Regions from separate parts of the Anas platyrhynchos genome. Here region 1 is linked to region 2. A link is a contact called in public Hi-C data. All regions are on one chromosome and are shown on one strand. Each heading gives the region's core, a stretch centred on a gene start, on an enhancer-like site or on the middle of the called end of the contact. The rest is flanking DNA. Distances are from core to core; before and after follow the strand shown. Region 1 overlaps ZMIZ1 (zinc finger MIZ-type containing 1). Region 2 overlaps ZMIZ1 (zinc finger MIZ-type containing 1).

Evidence for each region. Hi-C and Micro-C count contacts between places; a contact is called where the count stands out from the background.
Region 1: a contact with region 2 is called in a Hi-C map of small yellow follicle, with 2.0 times the contacts expected there. The contact joins two enhancer-like sites. A contact is called at or near these places in 2 of 8 Hi-C or Micro-C datasets (F5 follicle and small yellow follicle).

The regions. Positions count from the first base shown.
Region 1 is chr6:16,076,546-16,083,490 of IASCAAS_PekinDuck_T2T, reverse strand. It overlaps ZMIZ1 (zinc finger MIZ-type containing 1), which reads left to right. Exons shown (of 22, transcript XM_072039497.1): 3 at 5,978-6,060. Among named protein-coding and RNA genes, the nearest start is that of ZMIZ1, 110 kb to the left of the region's middle. Within about 2 kb of position 3,325, at least 5 of the 8 cell types and tissues checked have an H3K27ac peak or open chromatin away from gene starts, as enhancers often do. A contact at or near this core is called in small yellow follicle, where this site is marked.
Region 2 is chr6:16,024,960-16,032,088 of IASCAAS_PekinDuck_T2T, reverse strand. The region is part of intron 3 of ZMIZ1 (zinc finger MIZ-type containing 1); the gene reads left to right. Among named protein-coding and RNA genes, the nearest start is that of ZMIZ1, 170 kb to the left of the region's middle. Within about 2 kb of position 3,683, at least 4 of the 8 cell types and tissues checked have an H3K27ac peak or open chromatin away from gene starts, as enhancers often do. A contact at or near this core is called in small yellow follicle, where this site is marked.

The DNA of each region.
Region 1 (6,945 bases), core at 2,076-4,575, 52 kb before region 2:
TGAGGTTCGCATTCGTCCTGATCGTGCACACCGCTTTCTTTCCAGGTCACCCAGCCTCCTCGCAGCCCTTCTTTTAGCAGGACTAGCTGCAGAACTCGCTTGTGACTCACCTGCACCATCAGTCGATGCTTCAATATGATTTTATTGGCTCCTCCTGCGCACAGCTTATTTTGTATCCAGCACGCAGCAGAAGTACAGGGGATCGGCAGCTTCTGTGCCGCGCGGAGCTGCGCAGGGCATGCAGGCAGCTGTACACAGGGAGTCGGCTGCACTGGTTATGCCAGCAGCAGCCTTTGTTCCTTCAAACCACTTCCATGGCCGCGCTCGAGTGGGTTATTGTTTGAGGCTGTGTAAGTACAATAGGATAGAAGGGAAAGGGAAGGGGAATTTTTTTTCTAAAACAGAACAAAATAAACTAAAAAAAGTTGCTATGGAAATAGATGGCAAATGGTCTGTAATAATGGGATTTTTCAAGAGGTGTCCAACCTCCAGAACAATGGCTCGGCGCAAGCCAAGGTTAATAGTGCTCATTATCTTACGCTAGCGAGCTGGCAGCGCGCTCCTCTCTCACAAACACGCAGCCCAGCACGCTGCTGCCGGCTGCAGCTCAGGTGGGGACGGTCACTTGGGAAATGGTGGCGAGCCACACGCTGGGGTTGTGCTGGACTTGGCTGCCCCTGGGCTGTCCTTGGCTGCTTCTGGCCACAGCAGGAGCAGCCCGGCCGGGCAGGCAGGAGCTCATGTCTGACAGCCCCACGCAGAGAGGTCACAGCACCTCTTGTCCCTGCTGCGCCTCAGGCCACAGCACCGGGGGGCTGCCGGGGCCACAGTGGTGGCAGCCCGGTGGCTTCGGGTGTGCTGGACCAAGCTGGGCCTCACATGTGGCAGGGGAAAGGGAAGGGGTTCGGGAAAGTTGTTGTCCAAGAAATGGGGTTGTAGTGGAGCAAGCCAGGAGAGGCAAAGGGTTTTGCTGTTGGTGCTGTAAACTGAAGATCGTAGCACTGCTTATTGCTGCCATCAGGTCTTATGCTCAAGGAGTGTGACACAGCCCTAAAATCCCCTTATGTCTCAAAGTGAGGAAGTCACAAGCTGCATCTGAAAAAAGGTGTGCTCGTTATTTTGTGCATTTCAAATAATGTCTAATGTAATTTTGAGATTGATTCCACTTCTGCTTTAAAGGAATCATTAAACTGAATTAAAGGTATATTAAAAAACAAAAACCACACAGAGGAAAAAAACTCAAGGAAGTGGTGACTGAGTAAACAAACCTTTTGCTTTTGCCCCAGTGGAAAATAGGAAAAAACAAGCAAAACTGCAAGTTCTCATTGCTTTTCCGCTCTGCCCCATAGCAGGCCGCCTGCCTCCCCGGAGGCCTGCCAGTGGTAACAGGGCGCCACGCATGGCAGCCGCGAGCTGGGCACCATGTCAGAGCCTGGCAGCCTGGAGCAAAGCACTCTCTGCGGCCCCACGGCCTGTCTGCCGGTGACCCACTGACACAGGGGAGATGGGGACACTCAGGGGCAGTGTGGCTGCCTTCTTCTGCCCCGCTTTGGAGGCAGATTTCTGCCCTTCGGTTTACATCCGTGCTGTAGCCAGCAGACGCTGTGTGTTGGTGGGATGGGTTGGTGTGCTTTTTGGGTTCTGTTTTGCTGAGGATTAGAGGGGGCCAAGCCTAGGCAAAGTTGACAGTTGTCATTCTGAAGCCACCATCCCTCTGACACCCTCATCACTTCTGCCCCTCCACATCTTTTCCTCCCACCTCTGATCCCCTTCCTTGCCCTGTTGCTGCCCGGGAAGGGAGCACAACACCCTTGGCAGGGCAAGGTGATCTTGGTTTACATTTCTGCGATGCTGTGAGCTTAGTCTCTCTTTTTCTCCCAGAAAGCACCTAGTGTGTATTGCTTACTTGAGCAACACTTTATGCCTCTCCTTCATACAGAGCTAGCAGATGTTTTAGCAGAAGACAGCATCAGATGCTCATCAGCCATACACACACCCAAGTTTCTAAAAACTCCTGAGCTGATCAAGGGCTACACTAACTGATGAGGACAGCATTTAATATTTAAACATGTCTAGAAGTTCGTGTGTTTTCCGTGTGGCAGAAGTTCTCTTGCTGACCAGTGAGCTATGTAGGAAGCGCAGCACATTGTGTTCTTCACTTCTGACCCAGTTGCAGCCCGGGATACGTGAGAGCTGGGGTTGCCCACACACTGTTTCACCGCGGTTGTACAGGAATTCCAAGCTTGAACATACTGCAGCTTAAGGAGGATAATGCTAGAACTCAGGAATAATTCATGAAAAGAGGAAAAAACCCTGAAGTGCACCTGCCTAATGTGTTTCCATAATAGGATTGTACAGCACACTTAATTGTCTGTCTTGGCAGTATTTCTGTCTTCTAGGTATTTCTGTGTGCATGTTTTGTTTGCTCTCTTTATTTTTGTTTGGGTATGTAGAGCTCAAGTTGCATTTTGTGTATGACAACTGCAGGTTTTACTCTGGGTTGTCCTTTGGATTAGAGTTCCTCGCTATTGCTTGAACCCAGCCGAGGCTGAGCACTGAGGCTAGCAGCAAGGTCCCCAGGGGCTGAGGAGGCATTGGGGGCCCCAGGTAGATCTGTTGGTGAAGGGGTGACTTGGTGGGACCAGGGCACGGTGAGATGGCAGGGGGAAGGGTGGTGGTGCAGCTGGGCCTTTGGAGGCCTGAAGATGGGCTGCATCGCCTCCTTGTTGGCCTTCTTCCAGTCCCCTTTCACTGCTTCTCTCATGCTTTAATCATAAAGCTATGTGCTGTGCTTTGGCTGTGTCCTGCATATATGCCAACCTTTTCCATTCCTCCACCTCTGCAAAAACACCAAGAACCAAGGCCTTGGTCTTAAAAGCAAAACACTGAAACAGTGCAGTACGTTGGACCTCAGTTGGCAGTGGTGGCAGGGGCCGCAGGAGCCCTGAGAGGCCGTGGCCACCCCACGGGGAGCAAGGACAGCCCGGGGCTGGGGCAGTGGAGGAGGCCAGGCAGGGAGGGGAGAGGGAGTTTTTGAGGCTTTAGGGCATGCCTGATGACCTCTGCAGCTTTGGTTTTCCCCTTGGAAGCCTAGAAATAGCACCTTCAAAACGAACAAGCAACAACAGCAAAACAAAGAGAAGCTGAAAGCTGAGGTTTCCGTGTGATGGTGGGACATCGGAGAGCTGGCTGTAGGAAAAATTCCTGTTATTGCAGGAGACATGATCAAATCGCCAGGGCTGGCAGCCCTGCTGTGCTGCCTCTCCCTCCTGCTCTCAGCCTCCACAGCCCGTGCTGCGTGTGCTGCTTGTCTCTTTCGCTGTATTGATTTTTACAGTGTAATCTACTCAGAGCAAGGGTTTTGTCTATTATGCGTTTGTAATGCACCACACATGCATTACTATAGAAATAATCTAATACAAAGTGCCTGGGATTTCAAACATCCAGTGTTTCATAGCCAAAACATTTGGCCAAGAAATAAACCTCCTGTTTTTGTGCTCCCTCTGCTGGATCCATACGCGCAGGAATTGCTGGCTGTGCCTGGAGCTGCGGGCTCCCCTCTGTTCCCCAGCTCTCATCCCGGCAGCTTCACCATCCTGTGCTGTTTGGTGGATGCTTTCATGAAGCTCTTGGCTCTTCCCCGAGCCCTCTCAGTCAGCTGTATTACAGGATGCGAACTGGGGATCGATGAGAAATTGAGGCAGTGCACTGCACCGCAGCGAGGCTGTGGTTTGACACCAGGCAAGGTTGTTGATGCTGGTTTTACGGTGTTTCCAGTTGTCTCCTCTTCCCCCACCCATCTATTCTCATTTTCAAGGCATAGCCCCCTACCCCCAAACTGTGCCAGTGTGACTGGCTTGAGGATCTTCCTAGAAATAGTCTGAGAGAACTGATCAGGCATTCAAAAAAGCTGCATGTTTTTTTTTTTTTTTTTTTTTTCCATAGGCTGAATGCAGTTGAGAGCAAACCCCTGCCCAGCATGCTGGCAGGGTTGGGGGCTGGCACGAGGGCCCAGGAACAGGCAGGGGTGATGGTCTGGCCTCTGAGCAGGTTGCGGGGTGAAAGCATGGAGCAGATGCTGGTGGGGACCATGCCAGGGAAGCTTGGACCTGATTTGCAAAAGGAGTGGGTGGTCTGTGATGTGAATTCACCGAAATGTTAATGGGATGGCCCTTTTCAGAGGTGCTTTATAAAACAAAACAGGAATTGTGGTGCCAGTTCTGCAGATGGAGGAACTAATGCACAAAAGAGTGGAGCGAAGCGTTGGCTTCCCATTTCACAGCAGTGCAGTTTAAGCTGGTTTAAGCAGCCTCTGATCTACCCTCTGCCATCACGGCTGAGCACTCCTGCCCTCGTGCCCGCTCCCTGCGCTGAGTTGGCACAGCTGTTTATGAGACAGCATGCTGAAGGAAATGAGCTCCCTGATCCAGCTAACCGTGCAGCTGCACAACTGCAGGCTTGGAAGCGAGCGTCCAGGAGGGAGAAGTGAGAGGCAGAGTTGAAGCTGCCAAGCAAACGCCGCAGCCCGACTTGCTGAGGTCCTGTCCCGTCGCACCGGCAGAGCCTGGGATAGTACCCAGCTCCTGGGGTGGGTGGAACAAAAGTTGATCCTTTGGCGGGAGGAACGAAGTTAGATAAATAATTAATTCAGACTTAATTAAAGACCTAGTCTGCGTTAGTTGAGAAAGTCATGTTAACACGTACTAAATCTGAATCAATTAGCATGTTTCCCCTGGCTTGTATAAGCAGAACAAAAGCACTGGGGAAAACTTCTGGATGAGAATAAATATGTTCTGGGGGAAAACAGTCACAGTTCAATGAGGCCTTAAAAGCCAATCATTCACCCAGGGTGCCTGTCAATGTGTAACTTTTCTAGAATTGCCATTTGTTGCGGGCCGAGAACAGCAGAGTTCCCATCTGAAGCAGATTGTCCCTTGGTGGCACTATACATACCAGTGATGGGATGACTGTTTCTAGCATATGTTTTTCAGACATGTTTTTATTCATTGTGAATTGTCAGTGAGGAGGGTAAATAAGATTGCGTAACAAATGTTGCTGCAAGTAACAAGTTCTGTGAAAAACTCAAAGTTTTTCTGCTTTGTTGTTGGTCACCTGTGACTTTTGCATCACATGAGGTTATCCAAGTGCCTGCTTCCATTGCTGGTCATTGTGGAGGTTCTGCACTGGCCATGAGTTGCACGTTATTTTTTTCCACCAGACTTGTTTTTTCCTGTTCAGTGAAAAATTCTCTTGCGTGGAAGTTACTTGGAATTTAGTCAAAAGAGAAGCAAAATGTACTCATCGTGTTCCTTTCTTCAGTATGTGCTGAGTTCTAGAGCCTGGCAGCGTCAGCCTGTAAGGACACCTTGTCTGACTGCTGAAACAGCATGTAACAAAATACACAGTGCCCGTAAACATTCTGCAGTCTCCCTTTACAGTATTTCTTTATAATTAAAAAGCATTTCCTAGAAGTTGCGGTGCTGTGCCAATGTAATTCATAAGCTTGCTTTGTTTTGCTACAGTCAGGATGGTGTTTTTGAGGTATTTTGGTGTATCCATTTAAGCAGAGTTAGGGGGGTTGTTTATTTTTTTAATGGCACTTAGCCTGTAGCAGTCGGTGAGTGCCTGTATAAAGAGAACGGAAGAGACTTCAAGATGACTTTTAACTGGAGGGAAAAAAAAAAAAGACCATTTACTGTTGGTAAACTTTGGTTTAAACCTCAACAGAATCCTGCTATCTTTTCCTCATCTCTTTTTTATGGACAAGAAAACCTGTAAGGCTTAAACTGCTGAAGTGATTCTCCAGAGTTGGGGGTAGCTGGAATTGTGGACCAAGTCTCAGATCTGGTGCTCCAGACTTGTTCCTGGGACTCCTAAATGTCCTTCATTTATCTCAGATCTGCGCAGCGAGCTTTTTCAAATGCTACCGTGTCACTCAGGAGAACGGAAGTATGATGTGCCTGTGCTTTTATTGCAGGAAACTGGATCTTGTTATGTGAGGGCATTGAGGAAACGTGCCCCAGCTACTGAGAGGAAGAAAGGCCGGTGGGGAATACTCAGGTAAGAAGGCTTTACGGACCAGCCGGCAGTAAGAAATACTTGGGGGCCTTCAGTCTTTTTCCAGACGCTGCTTCATGCTTTATGCTTTAACGACTGATCTGGTCACTATCAAAGTTTATTTGTTGTTTTAAGAAGCAGTCCTGTTTGGTCAATTGATTGCAACAACAAAACACTGCAAGCAAAGCCCTCAGCATAAACATTCCTCGGGCTATCCCTGGTACAGCTATTGATCGTGATACGGAATACAAACAAATTACTCTTTGCATGAGCCATTTGAGCTATAAAACACAGCAATAATATGTTCTACTTGCTGCCAATAAATGTGCATTTATAATAAACAAAGGAGAAATCCCTGAGTAGAAATGAACAGTAGTTTCAATAATGTGTTCAATATCTCATGTCCAGCTGTTGTACAGAATGAAAAAGCAGATAGTAGATGCTCTGCATTTTTTGTCCTCCCCCCTGTCTTCTGTTAACTTTTTCTACTGCTGTTTTTTTTTGTTGAAGATATCTTAAGTATTTTGTAAAGCAATAGGTAGTTTCATCTTTGCCTTACTTCCAGTGCTGTTTAGAGCTTTTCAAATATTTGGTCAACATCTTAATTGTTTTGTGGACCAGCTGCCTTTCCTTACACTATCATGTGGCTCATCTCCTCTTTTACTCTTAATCACATCCCCGTGGCATTTCCTTGTATTGGCAAATATCATTAAAGAAACTTTCATGTATTTGTAGTTGTTTTGAATGCAGCTGAAATGGGAGGGAGGAGTCGGTACCCTTGTGACCATCACCACCAGGGGTGCCTGGATGATAACTGAATCCGTTTCCAAAAGGATAAAGCTAATGATCATCAGAGCATAGATTTTTTTTTTTTAATCTGCTGTACCA
Region 2 (7,129 bases), core at 2,434-4,933:
CAAGTGATTTGAGCAGTCTTGAAATACCGGAACGTTCCTGTTCCCAAAGGGGCAATGAAATAGGAGAAAAGAAAAACGTTTCTGCAGGATTAGATTGTAGCCTTAGGATGAGGCTGGAAACATACTATCTTCATTCAAATACAGTGAATGTAAATAATATGGAGACCATAACTGGTTAGGAACATAATAGGCATGTAGATCGTATCACAGAAGATGAAGAGTAAAGGAATAGGAGTTCCTTTCTAATGGAAATGAAGCTTTTCAGTAAGAGAAAACAGAAGTGTGTGATGGCAGAACAGGAAGCCATGGCCTCGGACATAGCTGATATCCTATTATCTCACATTTGGTCTATTAATTATCCGGACAAGCAATGAATAGAGGAGTTGTCCATTTTCTCAAAACAACCCATTTCATCCTGGAGATGGTTCCACACGGTCAGAATGAAGATGTTGCTCATTGCTGCTCCCTGTGTACTCTTTGGAATGCAGATAGCAACTGGAGATGGAAGCTACCTGTCTAAAGGACTTCTCTTATTTACCGAGACCTCCTCTAACTTACTGTACTGACCCTTGCTGTTGTCCCCCAAGACACTTTTATACATGTATGTGCTACATGTAGAATTTATGAAGGACAGTTTTTTTGTTTTGTTTTGTTTTTATTTATTTTATTTTTTATTTTTTCTTCCCCAGAAATGGCATTTCTGCATTCAAGTGTCATTGGAAAAAAATGGAGTAGAATTTGTTTTCTTTCTATTGAAGAAAATACAGTTTACCTGTGTTATAGGTGTATATGTGTTAGTGTTAGGCTAGAGTTACATAAGCTCCAATTTGTTGTGACTTTGTGAAAAAGGTAACAAAAAAAATAAGTTCTAATGTCCTTCTCTTACTTTTTTTTTAAATGAACTTTATGAATAAGAACTTTTTCTTTTTTAAGTATTCATGTTAAATAACTGTATTTATGAATTATGGCAAGCATCCAAAAGCATGCTCCAAATAAGATAGCAGTGAGGAACACTGGGAGTTGCAGGGTAGAGCACTCTCATATTTCCAAGTGGTTTTGCAAGAAGCTGTTGTTGTGTACTATGACAAGGAGAAATATCTGATTTGCGTAAAGCACAGCTTCATGACAGTTGTAATATGGGAATTGCTAGGCAAGTCTGAGTAAGCTCCTCTGCTTTGGAAGAACTTCATGCTCATGTTAATGTTCCCAAAGATACCTCTGTGCATGTATGCTCTAAATTGCACAGAGCTCAGTTTACCTTTTCTGGCAGGGAGGAGAGCCAAGTTACTATCTGTCTAGATTGTTTTTCAATGATGCTTCAAGCTATCTTCTTTGGGCATCTGACATCTTCCTGCTTCGTTATTGACTCCTGCACAACACTTACTTTGAGAATCAAAACAAGGTAATTATCATCTCATTTCAGTTAGTCCAAGTAAAAAAATCCAAGTGTATGTAGTGGAAAGAAAAGTATTAGGACTATGAAGTCTACATATTTTGAAATGCTGTGAAATATACAAGTGAGCAATTCCTTTAACTCTCTAAGTATATGTAAATTAATTAAAAACAGGCAATGGAACAAAAGCTAAGAGTATCAGTATGAAAAGTGCAGCTAAGATAGCCCTACCAACACTCCATTTGCAAATATAAAATTCTGAAAGAAAGAAAAAAAAAGATTGCTTTTCCTTTATGGTAGTATCAGTAAAAACCAGTGCTCTGTCTCAGTTCTTACTACTAAATCTCAACCTTGAAAAGCCCAGGTGCATCCATGGCTTCTCACGCCTATGGCATGCAGTTGTATAAGCCCCAGATGTGCACGCACTGCTGTATACCCCCAGCTGATGCTAAGAAAATGGGGACCTGGCTAATAGCTAAATTTAAATCAAATTATAAATCTTTTTATTCAATTTTGTTTCCATTTAAAAATTAATTTGGTTCAGCGATAGGCATGTGACTGCAGACTGAAATGCTCTTTATCTAGACAGCAAGCTACAGCTGCCTTGACCCTTATCTAGAGGGACTCTTTAATCTATTAATTCAGTTTTTATGCCCATTCAGTTCTTGACCTCTCTGACTCAAGTTCCAGTTAGTGACACTCGTGATGGTTGTTTCTGTGATGGAGACACCTGCCCATTAACAATGGGACCGAGCTGAACAACCTTTCTCTTCTCATCTAGGCCACTAAGCAGGCAGATGGTGACAACATTTGGTCACCACTGATTGGGCTTGCATTTGAACCCTTGACCTAAAGGTGAAGGCCACTGTATCCTATTAGGAATACGAGCCATCAAATTTAGTTTTAGTTGCAATATCTCGCCTCAAGATGTGTGTAAAGTCACTTTGCGAATATGCAAAGGAAAACACTTCTCCTTCATCTGTTCTTTCTTTTATTGTTATATAGTTTAATTAATGCTGTTAACTCTTCATGTTAGCAGCATCTTGCTTATGTGAGTGTCTTATGTTAATGCACACTAACTACTAACAAAAACACTCCGAGATCCTGTCTCAGGAACAGTTCTGAATTTTCCCATTTGAAAACACGATGATACACGCACACACTGTTTTAGGGACTCTTCCCACTGTTGCCATCAGAAGGCTTTGCCTTTTTTGTTTCCATAATTACTACACTATTTCCCAGGAGGTGGTTTCTACTATTAAGCAGCTACTGCAGAGGCTGGATTCTCTTGTTGCGTGTTCCCTGACTCGCCCAGCCGTAGTGCAGCACGACTTGGTCAGCGTTCCTACGTCTGTTGGTCTCTTGAAAGCTAGCGTGTGCCTAACTATCAACATCCAGGACTGTGACACTGTTTTCATTATCCTGGTGTCTGTAGTACACAATGTACTCTATCCCTTTCCTCTGTTTTCGTAGAATTCTGCATATTTTTCAAGGCCCAGAAGATTATCATACTCCAATTTCTTCATAAAGATTTCAGTCAGGTTAACAAAAAATAAGAAATGTTACTAATCCATGACTTCTAAAGAGTATGTTTCTATTTAGATGTAACTAGGAAAGATGGATATGCATGTTATTTAGACCTACAAAGAGCTGCCAGCATGAGCTGACAAAAAAAAAAAAAAGGTCTATAATAAGTTACAGAAAATACCCTGAGGCTTACGCTGCAAGCACTGCTACCAGACACACTGCATCATTCACAGTTGCTTTAAGTTTCTAACCGACGGATCAGCAGTTTTATTCCTGTCTGAAACAACAGGCCATGGGATTTCTCCATCTACCTATTTGATCATGCACGCTGCATTTTATCTGCTGAGGCGGTGTCTGGATGTGTGCATTTAGCTATCGTTTCCAGCTCTAGGAGTTTCAGTCTTATACATATGAACAGCACAACAAAGCAGGTTGAAAGATGAGAGGTGAGCATTTCAAAGCATGCAATATGAGAGCAAATACTGTTCGGTGAGTTTGTGTTTGATGTCTGCGTATGAAGTTAACTCATGCTAACTAAGATTGTGTCTGGGCCAAGGCCTTCTGCGCTACTGAGCAGAAGGCCCCTCCGTAGCGCCGTGCTGTGTACGTGGTGGCACTTTGTGCGGCTCTGCATTCGTTTCGTGGCTTCCCAGCCCAGCCAGTCCGTGCCAGTTCCTGGCCCGTGGCGCGGCACAAACCCACGCAGCCTGCTCTCGCTTCCCCTGCTGGGTGCTGCCTTCTGGGAACCTCGGCTCAGCGGCCGCATTCCCAGCAGAGCAGACCACCTATGAAGACAAATAAACGCTGGCTGTCAAGTGTTAGTCATACATGCGCCCTGTGGAGTCTCACTAGAGGGCACTCCTGTTTTTAACATTAAAAAACTCTCCTGCCAACTGCACTGCCCGGGCTGGTACGGGGCAAGCTGCCTGAGGGGTGCTGGAGACCCCCCCAGGAGCATGGAGACTGATGGACCTCTGGAAGAAAACTGTCTCAGGAAGGAAGGAAGGAGGGCTTGAGGGATGCTTTCACAGGAAGAAGAGAATTGAACCTTAGAAGACAGCAAGTGTAAGTATGTGGAGACATCATGATCTGGAGGATTTGGATATGGTATTTTTTGACTCTTTTTCCCCCCAGAAATTGAGATCTGAGTTGGAGTTGCTAACTATATTTATGTTTTAGATGTCCGTAAGGGAAGTGGTAGGGAGTTCTTTGCTGACTTATCACACTGCATGCTGTCTGAACTGCTGGGTTTGCACTAAGCAGGATCTTCATACTCCTTCTTAGTAGTTATACTCGGTGGAAGGACGACAGTAGCAACCCCAGTTGTTCTTAGTGGGCAGAAAAGAAATTAAATGAGGAGTTTAATGTAAGAGCAAGACCAAGCTGCTAAACTCTGACAGGAGTAGACCCAGGTTTGCAGCTGTCTTAAGTGGTGGCTGAGGGGTTACAGTGGGTTTTGAATGCTATTTACTGGATACATGATTTTTTGGAAACAAATCTTGAGATTTGCAACTCGCTAGGAGCCGCTAAACAATGGAGCCTTTTTTTGTTTAATAACACAGCTCATCCAGATGTCAATAATTAGGTAAAACAGTGCATCATCTTGATTGCCTAGTGGTTGGTAATCAGTACAGAGCTAAAGGCTGCTTTATAAACAGCAGTTGGTATATCATAGGCTGCCTTTGCTCGAGCTGTGAGCTGCTTAGCAGAAAGGATGCAGGAGGATGGCGAAGCAGCCATCCGCCAGCAAATTAGAAGCGCAAGTGTTATGTTAGGCAAGGTGAGGAGAGGTGGTGGCCTGTCTGTTCCTGGGAATTCATTACATGCCTGCATGTCCCTAGAAGGGTGATAAGGAAGATGTGTGTGAGAGATTTGCAATTCTGTTTTCCTTCAAAGTTGTAAATCAGTAGCACTCTGCTCTATTAAGGCTATACCAGGGCAAGCAGGAATGTGCTAATGGTCTTGCCCAGCGAAACGTTCTTTGTGCACTCTTTAAAAATTTGCACTAGAATAAACTCTCTGATAAGGAAAAAGAGCCTAAGTAATCTCAGGGTCCTGTAAGCTTTTTAATAATTAAAGGTGGTAATATATCACGATGGACTTGTAGGCTTGTTTTCTTTCAGGATATTCATCTAAGTGAGCTTCTGTAAATTGGCTTTGTGTATGGCTAAGAGAGATGTATTGAAGAAAACACGAGCCTCACAATATACTTCATACAGATACTTTTATGTACCTGTGTGATTGGACTAATTGAGCAGTTCATAATTTTTGTGTATATATTCCCATAACACCCCAGGAAAATGTGTTATCCCTGTGCCACTGCTGTTAAACGAATGCATAGAAAGGCTATATGGGTTGCCCAGGCTTACATGGGAGGAATTACGGAGTTGAATGCAGCTTCATTAGTCTCTTGGCTAGGGCTCCAAATAATAGATAAATTCTTCCCATTTTATTGTGTATGAAAATCATATATGTGTGCACATGTTAGTGTAGGGAAGGAGGCTTACACAAATGACTGAATATATCACATAAAATAGCCATGTCTTACAAAACACAAGCCTCTGTAAAGGTCTCCTCACCATGTTTATTTCTGGCTATTCTTGGAAATGAGTATATTAGATTTTACTAATGAGCATGTAGAATTTACAACAAAACATATAGGTCATCCATTAATTATATAAGAGACTTTACTCTTCCTTTTTGTAGTGAAAAATCAAGGATCATATAACAAGGAATTTTTTGTTGTTGTTTATCAGACTGTGTAGGATTAAAAATAATGTTGCATACCATTAACACACTTTCCAAAAGTGCGAAGGAAATAAAGTTTTGTTTTAAAAAATGGTGCAGTATAAAGAGTCTGTATTCCTCTAAGTCAGTGAAGGCTCTGGTTTCTTAGGAACTGATCTAGACTCACTCTATAATCAATGGACAGAAATAGACATCTCCAGAGAGCTATTTGTCCCACCTATTTTGACATCTGTCTTAGCAAGGGACAGATTGGCCTCTGGTAGTACCTGTCTCCATTGACTATTGAAGGAACCTGGATGATGAGCTTAGACTAAAGCTCTTCTATTACATAGCCTTTTTAGGTCTTTTTGCTAGGGTAGAAGAAAAATCACTAACAAAACCAAAAATTTCTTGTGTGTAGTAGGGGTGTTTTCTTTTCTCTGCAGAAATCTCAACCTAACATGATGAGTCAACCATATTCTGTTAAAATGTGTTGTTTTTTTGTTAAAAAAGTTTACTTGTTCTTATAATGTTTTTTACACCACCATATAGAAATGGAAGACTAGTACTTTCTGCTGTGGACAAAAATGTTAAGGAGAATTTGAGCTTTGAATTTATTAATTTTTTAATTGTTGTTGGGTTTTAGGTGTATCATCATGTATTTAAAAATGCTTTGGGATTCTGTAAAATAATGAAATAAAAAGGGGGTCTATTCCATGACATGTGCTTTCTAACAATATATGGATGAGATACCTGTTCCAAAACAGAAGCAGCCAAAGATAATAGTAAATCTGTACGATCTATAACCCAGTCCCTACAGACTTAAATTAATTACACAGCTCAACAAATACTAACCTTACATACAAAGTTAAATGTCTTCTGGCTGTTTCAGAAGGAAGAACAAATGCTTTTCATTTTTCTTAGCTGTTGTGGTACTTGTGTATAATTTTGAAAGTAAAATTACTTTTTCCACTTATTTGTCTTTTTCCTCCTATATTGGACAAAATATTTATTGTTTCCTTTTTCTAGCAGAGCTTGAAATTAATTTTTTAACTACATTTCTTAGTGCAAAATCCATGACCACGATGCTTAAAGAAAGAGAACTATTTATTTTTAGCTGAGGCTACAAAGCATGTAAAGGTTTTTGCATACATTTCAGTTTTTTAAAAAAAACAAAACAAAAAAACAGGTGCATATGCATTTTCTTCAATTGCTGTTCTAAAAAGTTTTAAGTAGCCTGATCAAACCTTATGTACTTCTATGCAGTGCTCAAATTGCTGTAGTGTGAAGCATTATGCTATTTTGTTATTTGTAAATTTTCAGTAGTACCATATCATTAATTTATTTGTTCCCCAGAACTTGAAATAATCTGTGTGCATTATATTTATTTTTTAAGGTCCCTATGATGTCTTACTGACAAAACCTTAAGAACTGTAAGGACTGAAAATGCTCGTAGTAATATAACTGTTGTAATTTTCATGT